Linked DNA regions of Mus musculus: all the other regions are linked to region 3. The links are chromatin contacts, called in public Hi-C and promoter capture Hi-C maps. All regions are on one chromosome and are shown on one strand. Each heading gives the region's core, a stretch centred on a gene start, on an enhancer-like site or on the middle of the called end of the contact. The rest is flanking DNA. Distances are from core to core; before and after follow the strand shown.

The links. Promoter capture Hi-C pulls out the DNA fragments that hold promoters and counts their contacts. A called contact is a pair of places that touch in the nucleus more often than the background predicts.
Region 1: a Hi-C map of LSK cells shows a contact between it and region 3, with 2.3 times the contacts expected there. The contact joins the promoter of Tedc2 here to the promoter of Kctd5 in region 3. A contact is called at or near these places in 8 of 39 promoter capture datasets (the C10 cell line, the HPC-7 cell line, cranial neural crest and 5 more), 2 of 484 Hi-C or Micro-C datasets (LSK cells and regulatory T cells), 5 of 115 datasets of contacts at active chromatin or transcription factors (embryonic stem cells, extraembryonic endoderm stem cells, microglia and 1 more) and 3 of 9 other capture datasets (adipose tissue, liver and pancreatic islet).
Region 2: a contact with region 3 is called in a promoter capture Hi-C map of hematopoietic stem and progenitor cells, with 2.3 times the contacts expected there. The contact joins the enhancer-like site here to the promoter of Kctd5 in region 3. A contact is called at or near these places in 5 of 39 promoter capture datasets (the HPC-7 cell line, cranial neural crest, embryonic stem cells and 2 more) and 2 of 9 other capture datasets (adipose tissue and liver).

The regions. Positions count from the first base shown.
Region 1 is chr17:24,218,723-24,222,235 of GRCm38.p6, reverse strand. Tedc2 (tubulin epsilon and delta complex 2) reads left to right here and starts at 1,385. Exons shown (of 10, transcript NM_028056.2): 1 at 1,385-1,545; 2 at 1,621-1,719; 3 at 1,926-1,984; 4 at 2,103-2,505; 5 at 3,030-3,083. The coding sequence starts at 1,496.
Region 2 is chr17:24,284,056-24,287,330 of GRCm38.p6, reverse strand. Abca17 (ATP-binding cassette, sub-family A (ABC1), member 17) reads left to right here. Exons shown (of 31, transcript NM_001031621.3): 23 at 1,557-1,715. Among named protein-coding and RNA genes, the nearest start is that of Ccnf, 34 kb to the right of the region's middle. Within about 2 kb of position 1,455, at least 22 of the 459 cell types and tissues checked have an H3K27ac peak or open chromatin away from gene starts, as enhancers often do. A contact at or near this core is called in the HPC-7 cell line and hematopoietic stem and progenitor cells, where this site is marked.
Region 3 is chr17:24,072,220-24,075,249 of GRCm38.p6, reverse strand. Kctd5 (potassium channel tetramerisation domain containing 5) reads left to right here and starts at 1,765. Exons shown (of 6, transcript NM_027008.2): 1 at 1,765-2,073. The coding sequence starts at 1,822. It overlaps Pdpk1 (3-phosphoinositide dependent protein kinase 1), which reads left to right. Exons shown (of 14, transcript NM_011062.4): 14 at 1-1,570.

The DNA of each region.
Region 1 (3,513 bases), core at 136-2,635, 150 kb before region 3:
TCCCTGGGCTACTGGAGGCCCAGTGTAAGTAGGGGTGCCCATCTTCTATCCCAAATATGACAGTGGAACTGCCTAGATCTCAGCCCCTTTCCCACTTGACACTGGGCTAACTTTCTTGCTCTTTTTGTACAGAAACAACCAGGGTTACCTTACTTCTTGGGCTCTAGAACTAATAATTTATATCACCAGTACTGCTGAGCACTGTTCCCTGTCCTCATTTCTTTCAGCAGCCAAGCACATTTTTCACCGTAGAAACAAATGGAAAAGCTGTGTCTAGTGGCAGGCTTCTAAGAGGTGGGAGAAGGAGGCTGCAGAGGCAGCTCATTGGTTTGTAGCATTTGCTGCTTGACCAGAGGACCTGAATTCAGATCCACAAACCCACTCAACCATCTATAACTCCAATTTCAGAAGATCCAGTTCCCTCTTCAGGCCTCCTTGGGCACTAGGCATGCAAGTTGTACGTTGACATACAAGTTTTTTAATTAGGAAATAATTGGGCCGGGCAGTGGTGGCACACACCTTTAATCCCAGCACTTGGGAGGCAGAGGCAGGTGGATCTCAGAGTTGGAGGCTAACCTGGTCTACAAAGTGAGTTCCAGGACATCCAGGGCTACACAGAGAAACCCTGTCTCGAAAAACCAAAAAAGATAAAAGTAAAAAATAATTGAAATGGAGACAGGAAGGTCATGAGTTCAAGGTCATCAGATACATAGTGAATTGAAGGCCAGCTGAGACTACATGAGATTGCACAAACTGACTTGATGGAGAACATAATGTACTGATAATCTATGCCAAACAAGTCAATATTAACCATGTATTGACAAGCTGGCCTAGCTTGGTAGATCTTTGAGGGCAAAGACCATTGCTCTGACCCTTAGCTGCTGTGTTTGCATGTGTCCTATCTACGGCCTCCTGGCCATTCTCTGGGCTTCAGCCTCCCCTCCGCCTATCTATCTACTATCTGACACTCCTCTGTCTCTTGCACAACCTTCCATGACGTAGAGCAGCTTAGCAGACCTATTCTAAGTGCCACATGCTCCAGATTCCCTGGGCTTCATTGTTCACGTCTGGCGCCTGACATTCCTAAGATGTTCCTTGACCCAGTTCTAGCATTGTCTTCTGGCCATATGCTTGATTGCTAAGTCATCCTGGAGTCAGCAAGACCGCTTATCTCTGCTTTCAAAGTAGGTTCGGCAAAACCTGGTTAAGACAAAAAACCAAACTTTAGAGGGTCACGGATGCCCTGTCAGAAGAGCATTATCTGATTAGCCAAATCAGAAGCTATCTTATCTACAGTGGCACTGTCCAGGTTCCAACAGAGCCTTTGCGTCCTCCCGTGGGAGGGGTTAGGGCGGAGTCTGGGATGATGGGTGGAGCTTGAGATGGATTCGCGTTTTGGAGCTGGACTTGCAAGCTGTGCTCAAGATTGGGTAGCCTACCCGGAAGTGGGCGGCCTTCTGCCCGGAAGGCGCGGGACTCCTTGGCGGCGGCAAAAATGCTTGGTGTTAAAGGAAACTACCTACTACCCGCAGACTGCGCTCACCGGTGGGTCTCGTGCAACGGAAGGGAATTGGGCGGACGGGAGCGAGGTTCGGAGGCTCACATAGTACCTGTCCTCAGGCTGGTAGCGGAGCTGCAGGGCGCCTTGGACTCCTGCGCCGATCGGCAGCGGCAGTTGGAGCGGAGCCTGCGCGTTTCCAGGAGGCTGCTGCAGGTCTGGTACGCGGACCCAGGACCTCCTGGCCAGTCCCTCCTCGGACCATCAGGATTATGCAGAGTCCCAGGGCCTAGAAGGCCAAATACAAATGCATGCTTTTAGACTCCGGTTGCCATTGCTATCCTTACCCCTTATCCAGGGTCTGAGGCTGGGAATCTGCTTAGGGATAGAATGTTTGGACCATACCATGGCTGCCCTGTCTTTGCAGGGAACCAGCCAGGACCCCATCTCCAGTTCCAGAAACCAAAGAAGAGGACCCAAGTCCAGGTAAACGTTAGCTGCTTTTTATGGGTGCTGTCCCTGGCCTTTCTCTGGCTTGCTGTCATGGGGGAATCCATCCTGGGACAGTGAGGAGGAATTCTTGCATGGTTCTTGACGTTCATAGCATGTGCACCGAGTTCTCAAGATCTCGAGGAGCTGGAACTTTTGACCCAGGCTCTGGAGAAGGCTGTACGTGTGAGGAAAGGCGTGTCCAATGCTGGACAAAGAGACAGAACCCCCACTCTGACATCTAAGGCAGCCACTTCTGGTGCCGCTGCCGCCTCCCATCCTCGGGCTCCCAGCCGGGGTGGCAGCCGTGTATTGGGTACAAGATCCACCAAGGGTATACAGCGGGCCACAGCCCCTCCCAAGGATTACCCTGAGCACAGACTACGATCAAAGGGTGATAAGACCCATGTAAGAACACAAGACCAAACTACTGGGTATGGACCAGACCTCAGGGACCAACAAATGACCCCGTCATCTGCTCATCACACCACAGAACTCTTCGCATTAAAGGAGAAGGGGTAAGCTTCCCAGACGCTCGTATCCTGACAGGGCATTGAGCTGGTTGAGGAAGCCCCTGGTGCCGACCCGTAAGGGTCATGCACTGAAGCAAACAGGGCAGAACAGGGTTGGGATGGTATCAGGTTTGTCGTTCTGGAGCCTAACCAGCCCATGAGCTCTCTGGACTGGGCGAGCACCCACCCTCCTCCAGAAGCCGTTTTCAAAAAGCTTGTCAGAATTAAGCTGTTAAAGGAGAGGAGGTGAGAAGGTTCGCCCCAATGGGTTCTGAGCCATGAGTAAGAATGACAGTCCTAATGCCGGGCTTGGTGGCCCACGCCTTTAATCCCAGCACTCGGGAGGCAGAGGCAGGCAGATTTCTGAGTTCGGGGCCAGCCTGGTCTACAGAGTGAGTTTCAGGACAGCCAGGGCTACACAGAGAAACCCTGTCTCAGAAAAAAAGCAAAACAAAACAACAATAACAAAAAGAATGACAGCCCTAGAATGTGAGGAGACTGCTCTTAGCATTGGCTTCTCTCTCTCACAGGACTCTCCTGCAGCTACCTGAGGACTTCAGGAAGGCAGTGTCTCGGAATTCCTGGTAAGGCTGAGTGGTGACAGAGACAGGAAAACATTGCAAACATTGGGAAGGGGAGGTCTCTCTGCTTCTGCACTCACTAATCCCTGTGCATGCTGAGGCTTTGAAGTTCCCAGTTAAACCAAGCAACCTTTTGTCTGTTTCCTCCTCCTCCTCCTCCTCCTCCTCCTCTCCCTCCTCCTTCCTCTCTCTCTCTCTCTCTCTCTCTCTCTTTTTTTTTTTTTTTTTGGTTTTTTGAGACAGGGTTTCTCTGTGTAAACCTGGCTGTCCTGGAACTCACTCTGTAGACCAGACTGGCCTCAAACTTAGAAATCCGCCTGCCTCTGCCTCCCAAGGGCTGGCATTAAAGGTGTGCGTCACCACTGCCTGGCACGTCCTTCTTGTTTTAACGTAGCGTGCGTGTGTGTTTGGGTGAGCATGTCACCAGGAGAGG
Region 2 (3,275 bases), core at 206-2,705, 210 kb before region 3:
ATGTTCCTTACTTTAAAAAAAAAAGTGAATATGTAAATGAATTAGTCAACATGGGAGGAAGAGCTCTTGTAAAAGAAACTAAGATCCAGCCATTATTTACAACACATACTTGAAACTGACAGCTTCTGTTTATGCTACCACAAATGGGTCAGGGTGGGACAAAAGAGCCTAAATGTTACCTCCACTTTTTTTTTTCTTTTTTTCTTTTTTTTCTTTTTTTTACCTCCACTTTTTATTAGGATTTATTATATGACTGTCTGTACGTCTCTGTGTTTTCCTGTGTGTCTGTGCACATATGTGGAGTTTCACATGGAGGACTGAAGAGGTTATCAGATCCCCAGGAGCTGTGGGGACCAGTGGTTTGTGAGCGACATGGCATGGTTGCTGGGAACTAAACTCCAGTCCTCCATAAGAGCAGAAGGCTCCTCACTGCCGGGCATGTCCTGGCCCCACAATGCTCTTTTTCTTTTGGATTTACATTTCACAACCCCTTCAGATGGATTTTCCTTCCCTTCCACATTCTTCTTTATTTTTAAAAGTAATTTTTATTTTGAAGGCGGGGCTTGGTGAGCTGGGTCAGGAGTTAAGACCACTCACTGGCTGCTCTTCAAGAGGACCCAGTTTTATTCCCAGCACCCAACAGCTCACGGATGTCTGTGACTCCCATCCCAGGGGATCGAATGCCCTCTTCTAGCCTCCAGGATGTACAAACATACAACAGACAGCATACAGGCAAAACATTCATATACATAAGATTAAGAAACATTGCTTTGTGTATAAGTGTTTGCATGAATATCTGATGCACATCACTTACATGCCTGGTAGCCACCGAGGCCAGAAAGGGGTAAAGGGGTGTCAGGTTCCCTGGAACCGGAATTAGACTGCAGTGAGCCACCATGTGGTTGCTGAGACTTGAACCCAGGTCCTCTGGAGAGCAACCAGTGTTCTTAACCACTGAGCCATCTCCCCAGCCATCTTCCTTACTTTCATTTAAAATTTGATTTACAATGTCCCTTTTCTCTGATGTGGGGAGTTGTCCTCTCTCCTAAGGGACCCTTTATGACAGTTTAAGTCTCCACAAACCATGGAGGAAGGGACCTTATACTCCTTGTCTGACTTCAGGATGACGCTCTGGAGCCAGGGATATGGTGGAATGCTCGCCTAGCATGTGCGAGTCCCTAGGCTCAATCTTCAGGACAGGGGAAGGTAAAACACCCCAGGGAGTCCAGAGCTGGCTCCCATCCCTGTTCTGCCTGGGTCTGCTCACCTCCAGCCCACACCCCTGGGCACTTCCTGCTGGAGCCATGCTGCCTCTGACTTTCTCAGATACAGTGTGCTCTCTGGATAAAGGAAGTGGCAGATCTAAGGAACTAAACAAAGAAACATAGAGTTAAATGAACAGAGGTGGGGAGAGTCAACACCAGGAGTCAGGAACCCACAGTGTGGTCTGGAGGCCTGAGAGTGTGACGTCCGGACTCCAGAAGTGACTGAGGAGAGAGATGACTGGTCACTTTCCCTTATGCTAGTAAAATTGGTGCTTTCTGTTCTCATTGCAGATCTTGGCTACACGGAACTCTCAGACTCCTTGGATCATATTTTCCTAATTCTTCCTGGACATTGCCTGGGAATGGCCTTGTCCAACTTGTACTATAACTTTGAGCTGAAAAAGTTTTGCAGTGCTAAGAACTTGAGTGATATTGACTGCAATGATGTTTGTGAGTAAAGAGTGAAATTTGCTGAGAACATTTTTATCCTTATATGGTTTGTGTAATACGATTTGGCCTTTCTTTCTTTTTCTTTTCTCCCTATGGTTTTTTTGTTTGGTTGGTTGGTTGGTTTTTTGGTGTTTTTTGGGTTTGTTTTTTTTGTTTGTTTGTTTTTTTTTGTTTTTTTTTTGAGACAGGGTTTCTCTGTGTAGCCCCGGCTGTCCTGGAACTAGTTTTGTAGACCAGGCTGGACTAGAACTCAGAGATTAACACCACCACCACCACCACCACCACCACCACCACCACCACCACACACACACACACACACACACACACACACACACACACACACACACACCCAACCCCTGTCTCTGCCTCCCCGAGTGCTGGGATTAATGGATTGTGCCACAACCACTTGGCTTAAAGTCTCACTATGTATCCCTGGCTGTTCATGAACTCACTATTTAAACCAGGCAAGCTTTGGACTTGGAAAGATTTACCTATTGTAGGCATGTGCCACCATCCAACCTACAGTTCATTGCAGCATTCGCCCTTTCCTGTGAAAAGGCATGGCAAGTGCATGAAAGCTATGCATAGCTGCACATTCTCTCTGTGTGTCTCTCTGTCTCTCTCCATCTCTCTGTCTCTGTGTGTGTGTGTGTGTGTGTGTGTGTGTGTGTGTGTGTGTGTGTGTGTGAGACTCAGGATCTAATACAGAGCCTTGTGCATTTTATGCAACTGTTCTACCACTGAGCTACACCATAGTCTTCTCATCCATACTTTAAATTATGTCTAGATTTCTTAAAACACTTAATACACTGTAAATGCTATGTACATAGTAGTTATAACACATTTGAGAACAACGACAAGGGCTGGTGAGCTGGCTCAGTGGGTAAGAGCACTGACTGCTCTTTCAAAGGTCCTGAGTTCAAATCCCAGCAACCACATGGTGGCTCACAATCACCCACAAAGAGATCTGATGCCCTCTTTTGGCGTGTCTGAAGACAGCTACAATGTACTTATGTATAATAATAAATAAATCTTTGGTTCAGAGCAAGCAGGGACTGAACAAGCGGAATTGATGGGAGTGAGCCGGGCCAACCAGATCGAGCAGAGGTCCTAAAAAAAAATTCAATTCCCAACAACCACATGAAGTCTCACAACCATCTATATAGCTACAGGGTACTCATATACATAAAATAAATAAACTAAAAATGATATGAAAGAACTATGCACAAAGCTAAGCCATGTTTAAGGAAATGGAAAAGATAACTACACCATTCTCTTCTGTTTCCTCCATGAACATAATTTTATTGTATAATTTCTAAATACAAATCTTTACAGCATTTAAGACAGATCAGATTTTGTTCGATATGATGTCACGGTGCTTGATGAAACCCTTAGGGTCTCCTGCATGCTAAACGAGTCCTTTGCCACTGAACTAACCTGCAAGTCTCCTGGAATGTTTCTACATGAGGGGCCAGTTCAGTTGCAAGGGGGCTGACAGTTGAAAGGACAATCAAACATGGAAGCATTTTGTGATTTAGATAGATGTCATATAAATACAGG
Region 3 (3,030 bases), core at 516-3,015:
TGAACTGACCTTGCTACATGCCTAATGGATAATTCATAATTAAGTTTATAGACTCAGAAATGCATTTGGGCCATTTGGGAATCAGTAGCAAAGCAGAATAGCAAAGCTCTTCTTGGAAAAGAAACCACACAGATGATTGAGTTTTACTAAAAGTACAGCTGTGAGTGTTCTTGCTCCACACCTCAGGTCTTGGTTCAGGACAGCACAGTGGCTAGGCTTTGTCATTGCCAAGGATGGGTATCCCCACTGATGCTTATGTAAACCTTCTTGTGCGCTGCAGTGCTGCACGGAACTGTAGTGCCCACCCAAATCAGATAGTAGCTTTATCTGTGTTGGGTGGGGCCTGCTGGTTCAATTTGGAAACATGCAGCAGAGATTTTCTGTGTTACTTGACTGTCAGAGCTTAGGGCTGGAGATGTGTAGAAATCAGTTTCCTGCCCTCCTCTGCCTCAAGGCTTCTCCCCATTGTTCTATAGACCTGGGGTGTTCATCTGAGACTTGGGAGGCCACAGCAACTCTGAATATGGTGAAGATACTCCTATACACGTTTCTATTTGTTTTAATGCAAAACCCAACATAAACTGGTGCTGATGCCAGTGGGTGTAGCACCTCGTGGGTAGAAGGTAAGACAAGGGCCCTGACATTGAACAGGGCTGGAACCACTCTCAGAACCTCTGAAGATACCTAGCTTCTGGCCTAACACTTCAGGGTTATAAGTCAGAATGTGGAAAAATGGCCTGCAATGTGAGGGAAGCTGTTTCTGTCAAAAGCACTTTTGCAGCAGTAAGCAAATGAATTAACCAATATGAATACCTGAAAATTCCCTGTAACTCATTTCTTCCATATGAAGAATCCAAACTGAACAAAAGTTTTTACAAATAGCAAAATTTTCCCTCCCCATGTAGTCCACCCTAGTTTAATCATCTGGGTTAATGACTACAAGTAGGTCATTGTGCAGGTTAAAGCCACGACCATAGTGTGATTGGACATGTGCAAATTAAAAACTGTTACAGTATTTAGAGCTGCTGCGGCTGGTCCATTAGCCACGTACAGTAGGATGAATTGCTGTCATTCAGGTTGGTGGCAGTCAGTTAGAACATGTGTAATATTCTCTACCTGTTCTGTAGCTGTAACTGTGATGTACAGGCAAAGGAAAAATTAAAAATACTTATGAAAACAGATAATGCAATGATACTGGGATATACACTTTTGTATTTTTATTCTTATATAAGGTTATTTGCTGGCTATTGTCGGCCTCTAGTTCAGTCTGTGTTATTTAAATTCTAATATATGAATTATTTGGATTGAATTCATGTTTGGGGCCACGTTGTTGTATGTATTGATGTACAGCCTTGAGTGTGAATAATTATTGTAAACTATATTTTACAACTTTTTTCCTGGCTTTATTATATAAATTTTCTATTTGGTCATGGTTTAATCATATAATTTAATGAAACAACTTTTCTTTTTTTTGTTTTTTTCAAATATCTGTGCTTTAGATGTAATTACCGGATGATGGATTTCCCTCGTATGCTCGGTAGTCTTGTAATAAAAGCATGTAGAGTGTACACTTTGTTTGCCATGGAGCCTCTTTGAGTAGGGGCGGAGCTTGAGCCGAGGATGCTCGTGAGAACCCGAGACTTGCTCCGGCCGGAAGTGGTAATCTCCGGCCTGCTTTTCGAGCCGGAACTTCCGCCTTGCACATGAGCCCTGGGCGGGCACTTTATTGGGGCGTACCTATGGGCGGGACAACTCAGGGGGGCTGTATTAAAGAACGGACGCTTCCGGCGAAGGGCCGCTGTGGCGGGGCTTGTTAGGATCATGGCGGAGAATCACTGCGAGCTGCTGCCGCCGGCTCCGAGCGGCCTCGGGGCGGGGCTGGGGGGCGGCCTGTGCCGCCGCTGCAGCGCTGGGATGGGCGCCCTGGCTCAGCGCCCCGGTGGCGTGTCCAAGTGGGTCCGGCTCAACGTCGGCGGCACCTACTTCCTCACCACCCGGCAGACGCTGTGCCGGGACCCGAAGTCTTTCCTGTACCGCTTGTGCCAGGCGGACCCCGACCTAGATTCGGACAAGGTGAGGGCCTCGCGGGTCAGCAGGGGTCTGGCCGCCCTAGTCGCCACTCGCGACACACACCTCTTCACAATGAGGGCGCCCGGCGGAGCGGGCCGGAGGGAGGATGGCACTCTGGTACCCACCTGCCTCGGCCCTTTGGTTTAACAGTGCCTCTTTCTTCTTTCATGCTCTTCGGTCGAGAAGGACCCAAGCTTTGCTGTGGCCCTACTTTCTTCTCCCCAGATTCTTTTGCCCAGGGTGTGTGACCACCACCGCCCAACTATTTGCTGGCTTTGGAACCTGAGAACCCTTTGCATTCATCTGGTCTTTTCACATTCCAGACGTCTAAATTAACGTAGGCCATGGGGGTTGACACAGTGACTACCCTTTTTCCAGTGATTTGCAGAGTTTGTGCTTTATCCTTCTCATTCATAAGGACAGGCACGGCATCTCTTAGAAGGTACCACCTGAGTAGAAATGTTCAAAGGTGTCAGTTTAATTCTAATAAATGAATTATTTGTATTGAATTCATGTTCGGGGCCAGGTGTCAAAAAATCTTAGGGTTGTGAAAGAGACCAGGTAGAGAATCTTTTTCCATCTCCTTTTCAGACTTCATTTCCCCACCGCCTTTGAAAAGGGTAGGGATTTCCAGCTTAGTTTGTGGTTTGTCTATCTTTAATTTAATTAAACGCTAATACTGTTAATACCTGTGGTAATAGAAAGTATTTCAATTATTATCATTACAAAAGTTGTGTGTCGTACTGCATACTGAAAAATTAGTATTGTGCAGGATTGAAACTTAGGAACAAATCGTTCACTCCCCTTTCCCCCTAGGCAGTTTATTAGCCTTGTACTAACTGAGTTTTCTGGTTCAGCCTACATGATGGTGCTTGATTTTGTGCCTTGCCAGCCTGAAAGTGACTACTCAGGAGGTTTTCCAGAAAGATCGAGCCCATTGCACTTTAAACGGCCTAACAG